4 separate regions of the Mus musculus genome follow, and all the other regions are linked to region 1. The links are chromatin contacts, called in public Hi-C and promoter capture Hi-C maps. All regions are on one chromosome and are shown on one strand. The core of a region is the stretch at or near the end of the contact, and the rest is flanking DNA. Distances in the headings are between cores, read along the strand shown. Region 1 holds the start of Crlf2 (cytokine receptor-like factor 2). Region 2 holds the start of Thoc2l (THO complex subunit 2-like). Region 3 holds the start of Suds3 (suppressor of defective silencing 3 homolog (S. cerevisiae)). Region 4 holds the start of Nudt9 (nudix (nucleoside diphosphate linked moiety X)-type motif 9).

Evidence for each region. Promoter capture Hi-C pulls out the DNA fragments that hold promoters and counts their contacts. A called contact is a pair of places that touch in the nucleus more often than the background predicts.
Region 2: a contact with region 1 is called in a promoter capture Hi-C map of hippocampal neurons, with 4 times the contacts expected there. The contact joins the promoter of Thoc2l here to the promoter of Crlf2 in region 1. A contact is called at or near these places in 1 of 39 promoter capture datasets (hippocampal neurons) and 1 of 484 Hi-C or Micro-C datasets (rod photoreceptor).
Region 3: a contact with region 1 is called in a Hi-C map of CD8 T cells, with 4 times the contacts expected there. The contact joins the promoter of Suds3 here to the promoter of Crlf2 in region 1. A contact is called at or near these places in 2 of 484 Hi-C or Micro-C datasets (CD4 T cells and CD8 T cells).
Region 4: a Hi-C map of CD8 T cells shows a contact between it and region 1, with 5 times the contacts expected there. The contact joins the promoter of Nudt9 here to the promoter of Crlf2 in region 1. A contact is called at or near these places in 3 of 484 Hi-C or Micro-C datasets (CD4 T cells, CD8 T cells and regulatory T cells).

Annotation. Positions count from the first base shown.
Region 1 is chr5:109,557,674-109,560,373 of GRCm38.p6, forward strand. Crlf2 (cytokine receptor-like factor 2) reads right to left here and starts at 1,320. Exons shown (of 8, transcript NM_016715.4): 1 at 1,132-1,320. The coding sequence starts at 1,210.
Region 2 is chr5:104,507,051-104,509,750 of GRCm38.p6, forward strand. Thoc2l (THO complex subunit 2-like) reads left to right here and starts at 1,300. Exons shown (of 8, transcript NM_001166581.2): 1 at 1,300-1,521.
Region 3 is chr5:117,114,638-117,117,420 of GRCm38.p6, forward strand. Suds3 (suppressor of defective silencing 3 homolog (S. cerevisiae)) reads right to left here and starts at 1,356. Exons shown (of 12, transcript NM_178622.5): 1 at 1,035-1,356. The coding sequence starts at 1,176.
Region 4 is chr5:104,045,356-104,048,274 of GRCm38.p6, forward strand. It overlaps Nudt9 (nudix (nucleoside diphosphate linked moiety X)-type motif 9), which reads left to right and starts at 1,509. Exons shown (of 8, transcript NM_028794.4): 1 at 1,509-1,791. The coding sequence starts at 1,685. It overlaps Mir5619 (microRNA 5619), which reads left to right and starts at 2,648; the gene lies at 2,648-2,708.

The DNA.
Region 1 (2,700 bases), core at 70-2,569:
GCCATCGCAGCCATTTCCCTGACTCAGACCCTTGGCTAGGGCGCTGGGAGCAGGCCGGGCCTCATTTGCATATGCACTAGGCAGGGGAAGACAGAGGAAGACATTCTGGCTCGTACGCAAATATAGGGAATGAATATGTAAACGAGAGGCCCAAGAACTGTAGCGGTGGGCGACACCTCATTTGCATATTCACAAACAGAGAAAAGGAAAAGGATTGGGGGCTCATGAATATGGAAAGCGCTTCTCGAATATGCAAATGAGCAGCTAGCAAGTCGGAGCCTCATTTGAATATACATGATCGCAAAGAAAGCGGTAGGGAAGCGGGGCTCACCACTATGCAAAGCGACCAATGGATACACAAATGAGCAGGCAGTGAACCAGAGTGGAGATGGACTGGGGAAGCATTCTTTGCATATTCATGAGGGGAAAAGGATGGAAGACTTTGTGGCTGGTGCATATGAGAATAGCAGTATATGATGAGGAGCGGGCAGATTCAATTTCGGAGATCTGAGGTCTCATCTGCATATTCATGATCAGGGACGTTGGAGCAAGACGTTGAGGCTTGTGCATATGTAAATCGTGGGGAAAATATGCAAATGCATAGTGATCCATATGGACAGGGCATCAATTCTATATTCATGAGGGGATGGAAGACAGAAATACATCGCTCATGAATATGTGTATCTCCCGATGGATATGCAAATGAGAAGCGATGAGTGAGAACTCGGTAGGGGCGAAGCGTTATTTGCATATAAGCGGGAAAGCTGTATATGAATATGCAAAGAAGGAGCGGCCCAGAGGCCTTATTTGCATATTCAGGAGGAGGAGCGAGATTGTGGCGGCAGCACTATGCTAATGAGGTCAAGGCGGGGTTTAGGTCTCATTTGCATATTACTGAGGAGAAAGCGCCGAGCGTAGGGGGGGAGGGCGGGGCTCATGCATACGCAAAGATCAAAATGAATATGCAAACGAAGCGCTATCCGATCGCCCTTAGGAGGGCCAGAGGCCTTATTTGCATATTCATGATGGGACGAAAAGCAATGATGGGACGAAAAGCAACTTGGTAGCTCTTGCTCGGGCCCCGCCCACCGCGGCGATTGACAGGCAGCCCCGCCCCCGCTCACTCCTCACCCCGTGACGTCACCGCCGCCGCCGCCGCTGCCGCCGCAAGGAGCCGAGGCAGGAGGATGACCGCGAGTGCCCATGCCATGTCGCCGGCGGGGCCGCGGACGCTGCAGTGATTGACAGCTGGTTCGGTCCGAGCCGGTCCGAGTCGAGGGCGCCCAGGCCGCTTAGAGCCGAAAACGGGAAGCCGGGGGCGGGGGTTGGGGCGACGGGGCGGGGCCACGGCAATAAACGGATGCGGCGACTCACCGACATGGGCGTGGCCCGGCTTCCTCTTCCCATCAATCACCCGGATAGGGGGAAGCGGGGGGGGGGCGGGGGGGGGGGGGTGGACTCCGCGTGCGCCCCGACCACGCCCCTCGCGGCCTGTCCCCGCCCCCAAACCTCCAAGGCCCCGCCCCCGCCCATCTAATCTGCCCGGCTCTTGTGGTGCTTTTTAAGGCTTACTTGTAAATAATAAAAATTGTGTGTCTTTTATCCAAAAACAGAAGGGAGGTGTTGCTCCCATATGTCTGTTCCTCTCTACTTCTTTGTTCTGTCATTTGGTTGCACATTGACCTCACCAAGATGGAGGTGGCTGGCCATCGTGTGACTTTCTGTTCCAGGTCACTTCTGCTTCTCCCTTTCCCAGTCTCTAGGTGGCCCAGCACAAAAGTAAATCGCTTTGTTGAAACTTAAATGGTATGTAAATATTAGATAATAGTGAACATATCTTTTTCTTTGTCTTAACAAAAGTCGTACTTAATCATACAAAGATTTTAAGTAATATACAAATTTGAACTTACAAACAGGGCAGCACTGTGCATTGTTACACCAATTACTAAAGTTTGGTGGAAAATGGTTTCATTCATAAGGACACAAACCTGAAGATGTTGAGAACCGGGGATCTCAATTGAGAAATGGCTACCATCATATTGACCTGTGGTTTTGTGAGTAAGCCATGTACTTAATTAATGATTAATATAAGGTTACCCTACTTTCTGTGAACAGTGACACCTCTAGGTGCGTTGTTCTTGTGATTTTGAGGCCAGCCTGGTCTACAAAGTGAGTTCCAGGACAGCCAGGGCTACACAGAGAAACCCTGTCTCAAAAAACCAAAAAAAAAAAAAAAAAAAGAAAGAAAAGAAAGAAAGAAAGAAAAAAGAAAGGGCACTGCAGCCCTTCCAGTCGGCACCAGCTCCGGGTCACCTTGTGCACAAACTCTGCAGACGGTCCCATGGTCCCCAGAGGACTCTCCACACAATCTTAGGATCACTGGTGAGTGGAACAAAACATCTGTTCCTGCTGCAGACAAACCTCAATTGGGTCATCGATCTGCAGGGAACGAGGTTCCAGTACTTACAGGCAAGCAAGGAGTTGGCATGGATAACAAATAAATATGGACACAAGGGAGTGTGTATCTGGATTATTTTCTCAAAGCAAGCACCAGTCTTTTTGTTTGGTTGGTTTTTGTTTTTTGATTTTTTTTCGAGACAGGGTTTCTTTGTATAGCCCTGGCTGTCCTGGAACTCACTTTGTAGACCAAGCTGGCCTCAAACTCAGAAATCCACCTGCCTCTGCCTCCCCAGTGCTGGG
Region 2 (2,700 bases), core at 50-2,549, 5.1 Mb before region 1:
GTAAATCTACCATGACTCAGATCCACTCCTCTGCATATGCCCAAAGGACATCCTCCTACAGATGCTTGCTTAGCAGTGTCCATTGCTGCTCTGTTCACCATAGCTAGCGAGGGGGAACCACCTAAATGCCCTTCGAGTGATGGACGGGCAATGCAAATGTGGCACAGATACACCACAGGATAAAGGAAAATGACATCATGATGTTTGCAGGTAAGTGCAGCTCTTGCCAAGATGCAGGCATTAAATAGTTGCTGGGGAAAGAAAAATGAACAATCTCCCACCCACATTCATTATTTTCATATTGGGCAAAGACATCTAAATAGAAATAATTGCTTGGAAAGTGACCAAGCCACTTATACAGTATCTACTGTTATATGCAAGGCAATGTAGTGGATCCTGATCATGGTAAAAATTTTTTTTAATGTGCATCTCTATCTGTCTACAGCTTACTATTGAATCAAAAAAACCTTATTAAGTCATGTGTTTGAGATACATATATGCATATTTGCACATCTCATTTGATTTTATGTATTTCTGTTGCTTTGTAACATAATGGTCAGATATATACTCCTGAACAATTTATTGATTTTATACATACACGACATAATAACCAGATAACAACAGAAATGACAATTTTCGGAGATGGGGTCAAAATATGAGTTCAATTCTTAATGTATTTAAAACCTGATGCCTTTTTAAATTAAAAAGAATTTTAATCTAAAAATAAAGAAGTTTAACTTTCACCCCTCATCAAAGCTTCTTTTCATACTGGATAGAGAGCATGACAGACACCCACAAGTAGCAATGTCCCAGTTCTCCCAGTACAATGTGCAATAACTATAAAATATTTCCAAGTTTCTGTATAATGCATACATACATCCTTCTGATAAAAAGTTTTATAAATAGCTTTAAGGGCTTGGTTGGGAACAAATTTTGGCAGCTGTCTACAGTGAACAAGTATTTTAGTCCTTCCCTAACTCATGCCTTGACTTCTCTTGAGATGCAACATACTTTGGGAGATAAACAGACTTTTTCCATAGTACACTACCAGATTTTCCACCAGTTGAACCACATCATTTTCGGAAAGCTCTCAGAATTGTTTGTATTTAGCATTCACATTCAAATGAAACCGCCAGTGCACACAGTCACCTCAGCAAGGCATTTTCTAACAAAGGCGCAGTGATGACCAACGACCTCAGTCCCCACCCCGCCCCCCGCCCCCCGCCCCCCGCCCCCCGCCAGCAACCGAAGTGCGGCCGCGCGTGCGCAGAGGACTCGCTGCACCGCCGCCGTCCCTCCGCAGTGACGTCAGCCGAACGCCGAGGAGATCCCGACCGGTTTCCCACCGCTCTGTGGAGTCGGCGGTGTGTCGTTGGTGTCCCTATCGAGCTGGGTCAGGAGGGCGCGGAGCGGTGAAGCCCTTCCCGAGCCGCGGCGTAGAGGCGGTTCGCGGCGGCTGGAGCGGGGAGGCGCGAGCCGGCGCGGTCGCGGCGGGCGGCGCGGGCGGAGCGCGAGCGAGCGGTGAGTCGGCATGGCGGCCCCCAGGCGAGCGGGCGGGCTGCGGCCTCTGTCCAGCTCGGCGGCGGCTTGGCGGACCGGGCTGTGCTAACACACGCAGGGGAAAGCCACAGACCCCCGAGTCTTTCCGGGGCGTTCTTGAAGCGAACAGACCTTAAATGAGATCTGGTGTCACCGGGCGCTTCCTCAGCCCCGGCATTTGGTGGCTCCCGTGAGCGTCTCTGGGCACATAGAACGCCTACCTGGCCCGCAGGCAGTAGGTGGTTTCTGGACCGCGAGCTCCGAAGAGTTAAACTGTGTGCCAGGTGCAGTAAACTCAGGAACTGGAGCGAAAGGAGTGAAGAGTTGACAGCACTACCGGGAATTACTTCAGTATTCCTCACCCGGTTCTAATAAGTAGTTTTTTGCAATATTCTGAAGCTGTGGAAATGCTGGATACGGGGAAGGTGGTTGCGATTAAATTAAGAGAAAGGACGGGGTGCCAGGATTTTAGGAGTGTGTTTTGCCGTCCCTAGGTTTGCCTGCTACATTTGCCCTCAGAAATTTACCTCCCGTAGGAGATTTTCAGGATCATATTTACAACCAAAATCAGAATATTATCAGCTTAAATTGACACTGGGCATTATTGTTAACTTGAACTGGGAAGCCCCAGTTCAAGAAACTCAGCCAAGGTGCATGGACAAGAACGTTGATTGTTTATAGAGTACTGAAAACACTGCAGTATACTTTATACAAATTTGAAGGCATGTATTCATGATATGCCCAAATATTTGGCAGAAGTTATTCTTTTGAATGCTTTGCAGAAGACGTCTTAATCTTAAACACTCATATAAATACTCTCGCTTCATTTCAAGCCAAAATGGGGATGCTAGCTTCTTTATACTTAACAGTTATTTTGATACCAGCAAGCTTTGTAGTTCCAAAAGATGGTGTAAGTAGCATGGGTCGCCTAAGGCCATTGGAAACCGTGTTCACATTACAGTTCATAACAGTAGGTTATGAAGTTGCAACAAAAATAATGTTATGGTTGGGTCACTACAGCATGAGGAACTAACTGTATCAAAGTGTTGCAGCATTAGGAAGGTTGAGAACTGCTGACATAGAGGTAAAAGAAAACACAAAAGAAAAGAAAGCACATCACAAAATAGAGACCAGGATAGTCAGCCAAATGAAACATTCTGG
Region 3 (2,783 bases), core at 106-2,605, 7.6 Mb after region 1:
AGACAGTCGTGAGCCACTCCAACCTGGACCCTCAGAAAAATCAGTGTTCTAAACTGCTTAATTTAAACTGGTCTTAAGCAAAGATCTGGATCCAATGGCCTGAGTGAAGAGGGTCAATTTTGTCTTCGCTGTACCCCCTCGTGGTCATTAAAAGAAGTGCACCTTTCACATTGAAAAATCCCTAGTTAAACCTTGATTTTGTTTTTGTTTTGTTTTGTTTTGTTTTTTAACCATAGTTAAAACAAACGCACTCAGTTCCTATAACTTGCTCTGCGTGCACTGAGGCCGGAGCAGACCCAAGTCCTCACAAAGCCGCCTCCTTTCCTTCGGTGGAAGGAACTTTCACGGAAGCCCTGTCTAGAGCCAGCTAGCTATGTTACTACGCATTTGAGAGACTTAAGATCCTGCCCGCAGTTGGGGGTAGCTTTTGGCTTTTTACAGCCCGACTCTATGCCTGAATACTGTCCACTCCGCCCATACAAAGACCTCCCCTTGCCCCTTCTGCTTCTAGCTTCTCCCCCACCTAGCCAGCTCCTTCCTCAATAATCCCTCTGGGTGTCCCTCACACCCGCCAAAAGGTAAATAAACAAGGTCCCGGATCGAGACCTGAGGCTGGAGGAGCGATCACGCAAATGCAGACTACTCGGACCTGAAAACAAATCCCAACCTCCCCTTTCGCCCACTTCGCCGTGGCAGGACACGATTCCATTGAACCCCTCCCAACCTAGGAGATGAGGACTCCAAGCTACCACGCAGGAGGTGGGTAAACAAGACAGCTTTAAGGTCACAAAGCTGGGGGCGGGGGAGAGGTGCCGGCCAAAGGAAGACTTATCGCCTGTCCCATTCCGGCTCCCCAAGCGGAGCTAGGGGCATTAAAACAGTGGGAGGAGAGAAGCTGGGAGCGAGAAAGCCAGGGCGAGCATTGCTCCGACCCGAGTGCGGAAATGAGAGACGCTGGGCTGGGGACCCCTGGCTCGCAAGAGCTCTGGCGACCTCTGACCACCCGCACCCGGGCCCCGTCCCCACACCCGCACCTTCGTCGGACTCTCGGCCCCGGCAGCTGCGCTCGTCGTCCTCGGCGCTCTCCAACTCCTCCTCGTCCTCCGGGTAGTACTCCGGGGCGGCCGGCGCTGCAGCCGGAGCCGGCGCCGGAGCCAGCAGCCCCGCGGCGCTCATGTCGCCGCCTCGGGGCCGCGGCGGAGCCGGTCCCGCGGAGATCGCGGCCGCCTGGCTGCGTCCCCGGAGCCCCGCAACCTCGCGCGGTTCCGAGCCGCGGGCACCGGGACTCCCCTCGGCTCCGAGCTCCGCCCCCCACCCCGCACCCCGGCGCCCGCGCTGGGCAACGGGGGCCTCGCGCAGCCGGCTACTTCCGGGTCGTGGGCTGCTCGGTGACAGCCTGATCAGGCCGTCCTCGAGACGGTAGGTGAGACGCCGGGGCTCCACGGTTTCTGACACGGCGGCCGCGGCGGCGTCACTGTCTTAAGAATCCGCGATCGGCCACGGCGGAAGGGGCGGAGGCGGGAGTCTCTGGAGTCAGGCATATCCAGGGGCAGCCGCGCCAGCAGTCAGGACCCCGGAGTTGGAGGTGGCACTTCTGGCAGTGGCCACCAGGCGGCGCCTGGAGTCAAAACTAAAGTGTGGATGGACTCGACCTGATGGGCGGAGGCTTTGCAGAGCCCTGGATAGGTAGCATGGTCTCTGATTCATGCAGGTGAATGGCACGAACGGTTCCCGCGGTGGGCTTGGACGCCTGGCCAGCCAGAGTGTGTGGGATACAGAAAATGTTGTGCGTGGTTGCTCCCCTGCCTTAATGGGGGCTTTATTAAAAATTATGGTAAAGGCAAGTTGTTGCCATTTCATCCACCGGTCAGGTGAAAGTGTGTCCCTAGGCCTTGCCAGTACTTTCTTTTGAGTAGATTTACTGGGTAAGCTGTTCTACCGGTTTTACAAATGATCAAAAGAGTTGTCATTCTTTCTCCTTTCAAGAAAAGAAAAAAGAAAAAACGGTGGCGTCAGTCTAGCATCCCAGATCCACAGCTGTCCACAGGATAACTTCCTTGTGCTTCCCCAAACATAATTTTTAAGGTATTTTAGCCTAAAACAGTAATTTAATAACCTGCTAATTTTTACTTGAGTAAATAGGGCATTTCCCTCCAGGAACTACATTGGCTTAAATTCAGAAGCCAACGCTGAGCAAAGTGACCTTTAGTCCCAGGACTAGGGAGGCAGAGGCAGGCTGAGTTCAAGGCCAGCCTGGTCTGCAATTCGTGTTTCAGAACAGCCATGGATACACAGAGAAACCCTGTCTTAAAAACAAAAAAAAACAAACCAAGCCATGAAACTGAATCTCTCCATGTGTTAATCTGTGTAGCCCTGTGAAACATAGTGTTACAGTTTTGCTTAGAAGAGGAGGAAGAGGAGGAAAGGGAAGAGGTGGAGGAGGAAGAGGAAGAAGGTGGAGAGGAGGAGGAGGAGGAGGAGGAATAGGAGGAATCATCTCAGCACTTGGGAGGCAGAGGCAGGTGGATTTCTGAGTTTGAGGCCAGCCTGGTCTACAGAGTGAGTTCCAGGACAGCCAGGGTTACACCGAGAAACCCTGTCTCGAAAAACAAAAAACAAAAAGAAGAAGAAGAAGGAGGAGGAGGAGAAGCAGAAGCAGTAGCAGCAGCAGCAAAAACCTATGGTCTCTGCCTAGTGGCTCACAACAATAATCCCAGGTGCTCAGAAAGACAAATGCAAGAGGACAGAGCAACATCAAGGCTTGCCTGGATTTCACAATGAGT
Region 4 (2,919 bases), core at 259-2,758, 5.5 Mb before region 1:
GGTAGTGCACAGTCGCCTGTAACTCCAGTCTTGAGGAATCTAAAGTTCTCTTCTGGACTATACGGGCACTAAAGACTTGGGGTGCACAGATACTCAGGCAAAACCCCTGTCCATCCACATAAGTAAGTAAATCTTAAAACAAAACAAAACAAAACCAAACCAAAACCACTAGCCTGTTTGAGGATACTAGTTAAAGTCACAAGGAAAGATTTTTATTGGCTACTGCTGCCGTAGGAAAGCCTACATTATGAACTGGGTTCTAGTTTCATTAAAAAAAAAAACCAAAATAAAAAAAAAAGAATAGGGATCTTGAAGGCCGGGGAATGGTGCTGAAGGATCTAAGGTGTTCGTGTGTGTGTGTGTGTGTGTAGAAACAAACGTGTTTCTTATGACAGGAGCAGTGGAGCAAGCTGAAAACAACCATCTCTGGAAGGGGCTGGAGCCCAAGGTGATTTATCTTCCTGAGTGCTCGCTCACACCTCAACGACATGTCTACCACATCTCCAGGAAACTGTGGGGTGGTAGGCTTATGCCCCAAAGTGCAGAGAAAGAAAATATAATCTTTACTTTGCTCCAGGGATCTGCCTATCTGTCACCAGGTTTGGGCAGGGGTGGGGAGGAAATTTCCCATACTTTTAGTTTTTCTAAGCGGGCATTTTAAGGGGTGTAGTATAGTCACGAAGGCAACGCCCTGAAGTGTTACTGTGCAGTCCTTTTTTCTTGCTGTCCCATCCCAAGAGTGCTGTGGATTTCAGGATACTGTTAGTATTTGATTGGCCTGGCTTTAAGAGCCAACGCCATACGGTGTGTTTTGCAAGGCCCAAAGTTGATGATAGGCTTAGAATATGTCTCATCAACAATTAAACGAATGAAACCTGGAGTGCAAGCCGCGATGCACGCCTGGCTTTACCACTTTCAATCTGGCTAACTTTAGTCCTTCGTTCGTTATTATCCAGACCGCGTGCCACTTTCACAGCTTGTCTGTAAGTTTTGGCTTTGGGGTTCGAAAGTGGGAAACCGAGGCCGGCTTTCCTTTTGGACAAGAGGTTTATCAGAGTCACCAACACCACGGACAGCACCGTGAAGGGGGCTCTGGGGAGCCCAGGCTGCGTTCCAGGGTTGGGGGATTCCCTCCTTAAGGGTTAGGGGTCACGTGACTGGCCTGATCACGTGACCGGCGGGACGCCCACATTTTGTTGTTCACAGGCGGTCTCTGAATCCGGTATGCGGGCAAGTTTCGAAAAGCAAGTTACTTGGCTTCTGGAAACCAAACCAAGGTGTTTCAAGACTCGTCACTGACTCATCCTACGTCTTCTCAAACCTCGCATGGCTCACGTGACTCCTCCGTACGGCCCTCCTCTCCTGGAAGCACGTGGTCGCCCCTGACCCTCCTTCCGCTCAGCCTCAGGGTTCTGGGTCTCCGCGTCCTGCCGCGCCGCGGCACTCCAGTTCGCCTGCGCAGACGGAGAGGCCTGGCACACAGGTTAGTTTGCGGCGTGGCCGTAAAGCGCGGTCGCGCGTCGGGTACGTCGTGGGGCTGCTGGCGCCGCCGGCCAGCGGCGCTGGGGGAGCGCGGCCGGGTCCTAGTGCCCGCTGGCTGCAGGTTCGGGGCTCAAGGCGGGGCTCCGGGCGAGGCCGGCCACCTCCGAACCCTCGCGGGCCGCGCGCCAGGCGCCAGGCGCCGATGGCCGGCCGCTCCCTGGGGCAGGCGGTAGCCACCGTGTCGCTCTCGGTGGCCCTCGCGTCAGTGACTGTCCGGTCCTCAGCCTGCCGCGCCGTCCCCGCACCCAGGTACCCCGATTCTAGGACGGGCTGCGGTTCCGAGACCTCGGGTGGACCTGCGATCCCCTCCTTCCTTTTCCAGAGGTTATGTAGGCTGTGCTGAAGTACTGGATTTTGGGAAGCCAATAGCAAGGACCCTTCTCGATCTCTGACTTTTTAATTTGCCCATCCAGATAAGGCGCCAACGCTAATTCATAGATCACCAGAGTTTGAAGAGCATTTATGGTGTGTTGCTCCGTGCTAGAGGTGATACCGAGTCCATATAATGGAATATACTGTTAATATATACTGTTAATCTGAGTAGCAGACAGTGTTTTCTGTGCGCTGGAAGGCGCTGATTATTGGCTTTTGGGTAGACTGGAGATGAAGTGTGCGCACAAGTGCCTCAGTACTGGGAACCTCGTTCTTTCCCTTCTCTCCTGGGCGAGGTGGCCGCAACTTTATTTCCTAGTGACTTGGAAAGTTTGTAAGTTTGGTTCTGTTAAGTTCTCTGACACCAGTGTCTTCCTTAAAACACATACCACCCACGCCTCAAGCTTGACTTTTATCTAGGAGGCAAACTCACCAAGCTTTCGGTTCCGAAGAGGAAAGAGGTTAGTTCCCTGGCAATTTGGGCTCCGTGTGAGACCGAGTTTGGAATTTCTGTGGGCTTCCCAAACAGGAGTGACATATTCCTTCACCTCATTGAAAATAGAATTACTTCTGCTGTGGTTTGTAGGCCCCACGGTGCCATCCCCTTTCTGCTTTCCTGACAGTGCTTAAAACCCCTCAATCAGAGTGTCCTCTTTCTGCTGGTGTGGGTTAACACCCTTTATACACCTTCTTCAGTGGGGCTTGCTGAGGGGAGAACTTCCTGCTCTCTGGAAGTCACTAATGGCATTTTTGTTGGTTGTTACCAGAACAACGAAAAGCTCATTGGTGATTTCTAGCACGACAGGGAAAGGAACACTTAAAGAAGTATATCCAGAACTGAAACTGCTTATTCCAAAGAAAAACCCAAAGCTAAGTCAACAAGTGTTTGTTGAGTGCCTGCTGGTCTAGACAGATGATTGTAAAACATCTGTCGAGAAACAAAAGACGTGTAACTTCAAGAGTTTTGTGACTACAGTTTTCTTTAGGAGCTTGGCCCCTCATCCA